Regions from separate parts of the Sus scrofa genome. Here region 2 is linked to region 1. The links are chromatin contacts, called in public Hi-C maps. All regions are on one chromosome and are shown on one strand. Each heading gives the region's core, a stretch centred on a gene start, on an enhancer-like site or on the middle of the called end of the contact. The rest is flanking DNA. Distances are from core to core; before and after follow the strand shown.

Region 1 (3,501 bases), core at 32-2,531:
GGGGGGCCCTGACCTTCCAGGGCGGGGGCCCAGAGACCCGGCCGGCATCTTTCAGAAAGTACAACAAAACCAGCCCTAAACCACCTCTGCCCAAGGGCCCCGCCAGACCGCTTCACAAGCCGGGGGCCACCAGGAGCCGCACGGGCTCGCCCAGGCGAGCCAGGTCTCGGATGCCAAGGGACTCCCAGCTGCAGCGCAGCCCCCAACATCTGCTAATCCTGCCTCTCCTGGTGGCAAGCCTGAAACTTAAGGGATGGCACTGCGTCAGCCCAGGACACAGGTGCCGTTCCTTCCAGAGGGCCAGCGTGGAGCACAGGCTGCTCTGGGGGGGGACAGGCAGGGGGTGGCCAAGTGGCTGCCCTGGCCCAGAGGCTCCACAAGCCCACAGCCCAGGCTCCCTGGAGCTGGGTCCCGCGACCAAAATATGCTTTGAGCCTCTGGCCCGACTCTTGCTGCTTGTGCCGAGAAAGGGGCAAAAGGCAACCCTCCCGCGGCTGGCCTGCCCTCCGAGACGACGAGGCTCTGTCTTCCTCTTAAAATGCCCCATGAGCATTTTCCACAAAGACAGCAAAGGAGGAACTGCTGGGGGAACTGCTGGCCCTCATCAGGCGGGACCTGCACCCAGGTGGGACCGAGGCTTTCAGGTGCTCACCCACCCCCGGGAGGAAGCGGCCCAGCGCCGGGGGGTCAGCCCACGCCCCTCCTCGCCGCCCTCCGTGTGTGCGCGGGACCCCTAGGCAGAGGAGGCGCGAGCTCCTGGGGCGGCGGGGGGGGGGGGGCGGGCGCGTGCGGCGCCTGGGCACGACCCTAAGTGCCCGCAGCTGCGCTCCCAGGGAACCGCCCCCTCAACGCGTCGCTCAGCGGAACGAAGCCTCCAGAGTACTGGGGGAGGGGGGCCAGAGAGGCCAAGGGACTAGCCCAAGGTCACCAGGTAGCACAGCGGGGGCCCCGGGGCACCTCCGCCGGGCGTTTCACGCAGGGCCTCCCGGAGCGACGGCCCGGCCCTCCGCCCTCGCCGCGCTCACCTTGAGCAGGTCCAGTGGGTGCGTGCAGCAGGCGGCGCCGCAAGACGCCAGTCCTCCGAAGTACCAGCGCGACACGCGCGCCTCGGCCGCCATGGCCCGAACGCCCCCGCCGCCGCGGCCGCCGCGGAGTGCAGACGTTCGGCCCGGACCCCGGCGCGAGAAGCCCGGACGCCGCCTCGCCCCCGCTCCGCCCCGGACGGACTCGACCCGGCCCGGCCCAGCCCGCTCCGCGCAGCCGCCCGCCGCCCGTTTAAAGCACAGCCGACCGCCCGCCCCCGGCGCAGCCAATGCGCCCGCGCGGCCGGGGGGCGGGAGCCGGGGGGCGGGGCCAGGGACACCCCGCCCCGAGACGGGGGCGGGCCCCGCGCCTTAAAGCGGCCGCGGCCCGGCAGGCCGGACGGGGCGGGGGGCCTCGCAGGGCCTCCGCGGGGCGCGGGGGCCGCGCGGACTGCAGGAAGCCTGCGGATGAGCCTGCCCCGCTCGCTCCAGGATCCTGCGTCCGGCCCCAATCTACTCCCGCAGCCCGCGGGCCACCCCGGCGCCTAGGGCACGTCGGCGAAGGTCAAGGCCTGAGTGGCCCGGGCGCTCGGCCTGCCCCCACCCCTCCGGGGGGCCGGCCTCCAGCAAGCGCCCCGCCCCTGAACTTGCACCTGGTGATCTCGCCGCAGCCCGGCAGGCCCCGGGGGTCCGCCCCGGGATACGCGGAACTGCTGGAGGCAGGAAATCTCCTACAGACAGCACGAGAACAGGGGCGGGGGCGAAGGCGGCGCCGAGACTGGCCGCCGAGCCCCCCGCCCTCCCGGAACTCGCAGCCAAGTCCAGCCTCGGGCCCGCTCTGACGAGACGGCCCCAGGCAGCCACCCTGAGGCGGCCCGGGCTGCGGGGAGGTGGCTGTCAGCAACCTGCCTGTCGGCTCCCGGCCCCTGCCGAAGCCGCGCACCCCCAGCAAGCCGGCAGTGCAGGTGTGCTGCCGGCCCAAAGGCACACCTGCCGGGCCGTGGAACCCAGGGCCACCGGAGGGCGGGGCCGCACGGATCGCTGAAGAAGCGGAACTGGAGCGCCCCGCTCCAGGCCAGGACCTGCGTCCTGCAGGACGAACTCGGCCACTGCAGCCTTCACCCCAACGGAGAAGGGGAGGGGACCGGGGAAACAACTGGTCCCCTGGGCCGACGCGCCAAGTCCAGCCTGGCCCCTGAGCACCCAGGGGTCTCTAAGTGTCGTTGGCAGACCCCACCTTCCCTCTAAGGCAGCCCCTAGATCCTACAGAGACAAGCCCAGGACTCTGACCCCTAAGGTCATCAGCTGGGGGCGTGAATAGAGGCTGCTGAGATTTCCAGCCCAGAAAGGCCAGGGCGGGGCTAGGGGCAGTCAGCCAGGCCCGTGGGTGCTTAGGGAAAGGACAGCGGGAGCGAGAAAAAGGGCCCACAGCAGTCTGGGGCTGAAGGGAGAGGGTGGGAGACCTGCACCGAAGCACCACGAGGAAATGTAAAATGTCCCCAAACAGCTCAACACACCCAGATAGCAGAGCCAACAAACTCAACTGTTAGGGTGTGGGAGGGGTGGCCTCCGAGCCCGCGGCCGGCACACCCCCTGCTTCCCACTGTCAGGTTCAGTCTGCGAGCAGGGCGGCTCCTGACCACAGAGCAAAGCGGCGAAGTGGAGGGGACTGCAGCCTTGAGCCCTGGGGTCTCCGCGACTGCCCAGAAGGCAGGGGTCCAGGCCAGGATGCCAGGGCTGGCTTCTCACAGAAGGAACCTGCCCCCAAGTTGGGGGGGCAGGACGGGGCACGGAGAAGAAACCTTGGAAAATGCCCAAGACTGGAACACCCTTTTTTAGGAAAAGGTAGATTTTGCAAATTATACATCAAGAAACTCCAAAAGACCCCAGCCAAATCCTCAAGTGGATCCTAGACTCGTGCAGAAGAGCGAGGGGGTGGGGTGGGCAGGCAAGGGGATCCCGCCCTCTGCAGGACCTGGTGTCTTCAGCAGCGTTTACATTTCCTCTTGGTGCCCGAGCAGAGGCAAGCAGCGTGGGTGGCCTGGCAGACACCAAGGTCCCTGGAATGGAGGGAGTGGCGTCTGGGGGTGAGAGGCACGTGGGTCGGCTCTGGGCCTCCCTCTGCCACCATTTCCTGAGCTGGGGCAAAGGCCAGTTCCCACTCAGACCTCACCAGAGCTTGTGAGGTCCTGGGTGGGTGCAGACCTGCACCAGATGCCTCCCAACACTAAGCCCGAAGGCCATGTGGGCTCCAGGCATCCCCCCACCCCTCCAGATCTGAGACACTTAAGGGCCACCTGCAGGCTGGAGCAGGGCAAGGGTTGCTGGGAAGGGAAGACCCAGGGCCTGGGTGGCACCTCTGGGTGTGACAGCAAGTTGTCCCCTGGGAGCAAGGCGGGTGGGGTCGCCCCACCTTTCAGCAGCCAGCTCGGTAATAGGAGCTTGAATAGAAGGTCCCATCCTTGAAGGATCACGGCCA
Region 2 (3,884 bases), core at 531-3,030, 40 kb before region 1:
CGTCCAGGCCCCCTCCCTACCAAGGGGGACACTGCAACCCCACAGGCGGCGGTGGCGGCAGCCAGCCCAGGGATAAATATTTGTGGAGTGATGGAAAGGCTGGGACCCGGAGGAGCAGGTGCTGCTCCAAGCTTCCCACTGACCACGGCCTCAGAGCCACCGCTTTCCACCTTAGTACCCTCCTGGCACAACAGCCATGGGGGTGGGTACTACGGGCCAGGGACAAGCCTGCTCCCTGCACGGACCTGGGGGGACCCTGCTTGGACCCGGAGGGACCCAGCCGGCTCCCTGCACCGACCTGGAGGCTGGGTTCCCTCTCCAGCCCCGGACAGCACCCGCCCAGCACTGACAGCCCAGGATTGGGGGGACTCCAGAGGGGCGGCCGGGGCTCAAGGGGACAGAGGGCCAGCTTTCCCCCAGCCCCAGTCCACCCCCTCCCTTCTTTCCCAGCCCCCCTCCCCTGTGGATTCACTCCTCCTGCCCACCCCCACCCCCACCCCTGCTGCCACTGGCTGGGCTCACACACGTTCTGCCCCCTGCTAGGCAGAGCCGCACCACTCCTGGGTGCTGAGAGCCCAGCCCTTTTCTGTGTCCCCTGAGGACGCTCTGGAACTCTGCAACCTGCAGCCGGGGGAGGGGCCCCAGGATGGGTGGATGGCCCAGTGGCTGGAAGAGGTGGGCGCTGGTCAGCCCAGCGCCTCCCAGGAACTGGATGGGTGGGGTTGAGGCCTGGCAGCTTCTGATGGGTATGGGGGAGGGGTGTTTGTGAAACCAGAGCAAGTGGTGGAAGGTCATGGCCCCAGGGCGGGAGCAGGGGCCACAGGCTGTTGACAAACCTTCATTTCTGTGTCTTCCCCCACTCCGTTGGGGCAGGGCAGGCCTGGATGTGGGCCAGAGTGCTGCTCCCCCACCAACCCTCATCCGCCAGCACAGAAAAGCCAAAAAGAGCCCGGGGCCAGGACCTGGGAGGATGCGGGCGCCCAGATCTCAAGGAGTCAGTGGATTCCTGGTGGGGGCAGGAGACCTGTGGCCCAGACCGGGGAGGGGGCGGGGGGCAGGCAGCATAGAATCAGGAGCAGGTGGGGCAGTGACCTGCCCTCTCTGCAGGTCCGAGTGACAGGTGTGGGCCGCTCGGAAGAACGGACCAGGCTGGGTGCTGACGCCCCTCGGCCCCTTGGGGGAAACCTCGCCAGGACACTGCTGGCGCGCTTTGGGGAGCAGGAGGGAGCGGGCTGCCCAGTGCGACCCCTACCCCGCGGCGCCCCTGGGGGTGCCTCTGCGGTTCTGTGTATGCGCTGGGGTAGGGGAACGGGGTGCTAGATGGAGGAGAAGGGAGCGGACAGGGGCAGCAGGACCGAGCGCCCGGCGGCCCCGGGCACCCCGACCCCGTGCCCAGGGGCAGAGGACGGGGAAGCGGCCAGACCCATATCCCTCCCGAACGTGCGGGGCCAGGGTGACGGTCCGAGCCGGAAGGGCGCATCCTGGGGGTGGGAACCGGGTGTCGGATCGGAATGAGGACGGCGACAATCGGGTCCTCGGGGCCGCCCGCTTACTCTTAGAGTCGGCGCCGGCCGGTCCCGCGCTCCCGCCTTCGGCCCGCGGCCGGGAACATGCCCTCGGTGTCCGGCCCAAGGGCTCGCCGCGCGCGGCTCCGGTCGCTCAGCGCCCCCCGCCGTCCTCCGCGCGCTCGGCCGGGGGCTGGCGGCCGCCCGTCTCCGCGGCGCTGCCGGATCAGGGTCGGCGCCAGCTCCGCGCCCGCGCCCCGCGCCAGCAGCGCGCAAACTTTCCGGCGGCGACGCTGGGCCGCCGCGGAGGGGGCGGGGGCGGGGCGGGGGCGGCCCCGGGGCGCGGGGCGGGGTGGGGGGGAGCGGCGCCCCGGAGCCGCTGCCCGCGCCCCCGCGCCCGCTCCTGCCTCGCAGCCTCCTTCCCGCCCGGCCGGCCCCCCGGCCCCGCAACCCAGAGCTCGCTCGGCAGCTCTCCCCGGGGGACCCCGGACGGCGCACTGCAGCTCCCGGCGGGGACTGGAGCCCTGGATGGACAGGTGGGGGGGACAGGTGAGGGGGGCAGGGTGGGGGCTGTGCCTCGGCGCGCCTTCGTCTCGCTCCCTCCGCCTTCTCTGGGCCCCGCGCCGCTTCTTTCCCCGGTGCTGCACTGAATCCTGGAAGGACTGATTCCCTACTTAACCCCGCACCGTGGCTCCTGGGTGACCCGTCCACCGCGTCCAGAGCAGGCTGGACTGGAGTGGGGAGCCCAGGCCAGGCAGGGAGGGCGGCCCCTGGGCTGCCCCTTTAAGCCCAGGTGTCCCGCGTCGTCTCCCTTGAGCCCCCTCCAGCATCGTTCATCCGGCACCCCGCAGAGCCCGACCCCCTACCACCTCCACTGCAGGTCGTGCTGCAAGGGGGGCGCCCTGCTCCTTCCACTCCCGCTCCTTCCCAGACTCCTGCCCCCAGACCCATCCTCGCGAGCCCTCCTCTGCCCACCTCCCCTCATGCCCGAAGCCAGCATCTCAACCGCTGCTTGAGGACCAAGGCCCTTGCACTTCCTCTCCTGCCACCCCTACCCCCCCCCCACGTCTCTTGCTCAGCCTCCAGTGACCTCAGGGTCACCAGACTCCGTGGATACTTGGGGGCCTCATCTTTTCTGGCCTTTCAATATCCGGCGACTTTTTTCTGGAAAGTTCTCCCATGGCTGTGGCTTCCAGGCTGGCACTCCCACTCCTCTGTGCACTGCCCTCTGCTTTCCCTTGAAGAGTCCCCAGGGTTCCACGCGGGTCTCCTGGTGTGCCCCGGCCACGTGCCCAGGGCCCCAGCGGAGCCCCAGCCCCTCAAGCCCCTCCCATCTCTCGGATGCACTTCTTCTGCCCACGCGCCTGCTGGACACCTGGTCCTAAGGTCGCCAGTCCATCACCAGACCCCGACTCTCCCTCTGGGCCACCCTTCCGCCGTCAACCACGGTCCGGCCGCCGTCACGCTGGAATGTCCTCCCTACCCGCCTGTTGGATGCTGACCTTTGTCTTTGGGGCCCTTCTCCCGGCTCTACTTCTGTTTCAGGGGACCTTGGAACCCGTCCAGGGCTCCCCCACCCTCCAGCCCCCAGAGCAGAGGGTGGTCCTGTGCCCTGAGACGCCCTCTGGCAGCTGCCGCTTAGTAACTTGACCTCCGCGTTCCTGCCCTGCTGCTGTCTGAAGGCTCAGGAGGCGGGCAGTCCTGGGGATGCCCTCGAGACCCTCATTCTTACGTGCCCACCTGAAACCCTGCCCCCACAGCTGCTTATCTGTTGTGGTTCAGGCACCGGCCAGAAGGCAAAGGTCAGAGGCAAAGGTCAGAGCGTCTGGCTCTGCTTGCACAGGTGCTGGGGGTGGGGGTAGCTTTCTGACACTGGTGCCCAGGGACCCTCGTCCTCCACCCTCCTCTCCCCTCCCCTCGCACCCTTCTTTTGTTTGTTTGTTTGTTTTTTGTCTTCTTAGGATCATGCCTGTGGCATATGGAGGTTCCCAGGCTAGGGGTCTAATCGGAGTGGTAGCCTCCGGCCTACGCCACAGCCACAGCAGTGCGGGATCTGAGCCTCGTCTGCGACCTACACCACAGCTCACAGCAACCCCAGATCCTTAACCCACTGAGCAAGGGCAGGGATCGAACCCAAAACCTCATGGTTCCCAGTCGGATTCGTTCACCACTGCGCCACGACGGAACTCCTCTCCTCGCGCCCTTCTTCCAGCTCGCCTCCCACCTCTCTAGGGCAGGGCACCCGAGTGGGCAGCACAGATCTGGGTAGGTGCCCCCTACTCTCTCCCCAAGCTTGTGACCTTGGGATCTTGCTGTGATCTTGGCCAGCTTCAGCCTGTGGGGGGGGAATGGGCCTGCTCTGGGTGGCTGGAGAAGAAG

Evidence for each region. A called contact is a pair of places that touch in the nucleus more often than the background predicts.
Region 2: a Hi-C map of liver shows a contact between it and region 1, with 5 times the contacts expected there. The contact joins the promoter of GCGR here to the promoter of SLC25A10 in region 1. A contact is called at or near these places in 5 of 47 Hi-C or Micro-C datasets (alveolar macrophages, brain and liver) and 1 of 2 datasets of contacts at active chromatin or transcription factors (skeletal muscle).

The regions. Positions count from the first base shown.
Region 1 is chr12:1,196,158-1,199,658 of Sscrofa11.1, forward strand. It overlaps SLC25A10 (mitochondrial dicarboxylate carrier), which reads right to left and starts at 1,282. Exons shown (of 11, transcript XM_021066468.1): 1 at 1,026-1,282. The coding sequence starts at 1,118.
Region 2 is chr12:1,155,454-1,159,337 of Sscrofa11.1, forward strand. It overlaps GCGR (glucagon receptor), which reads right to left and starts at 1,781. Exons shown (of 14, transcript XM_021066445.1): 1 at 1,554-1,781. LOC110255939 reads left to right here and starts at 2,596. Exons shown (of 8, transcript XR_002336926.1): 1 at 2,596-3,307.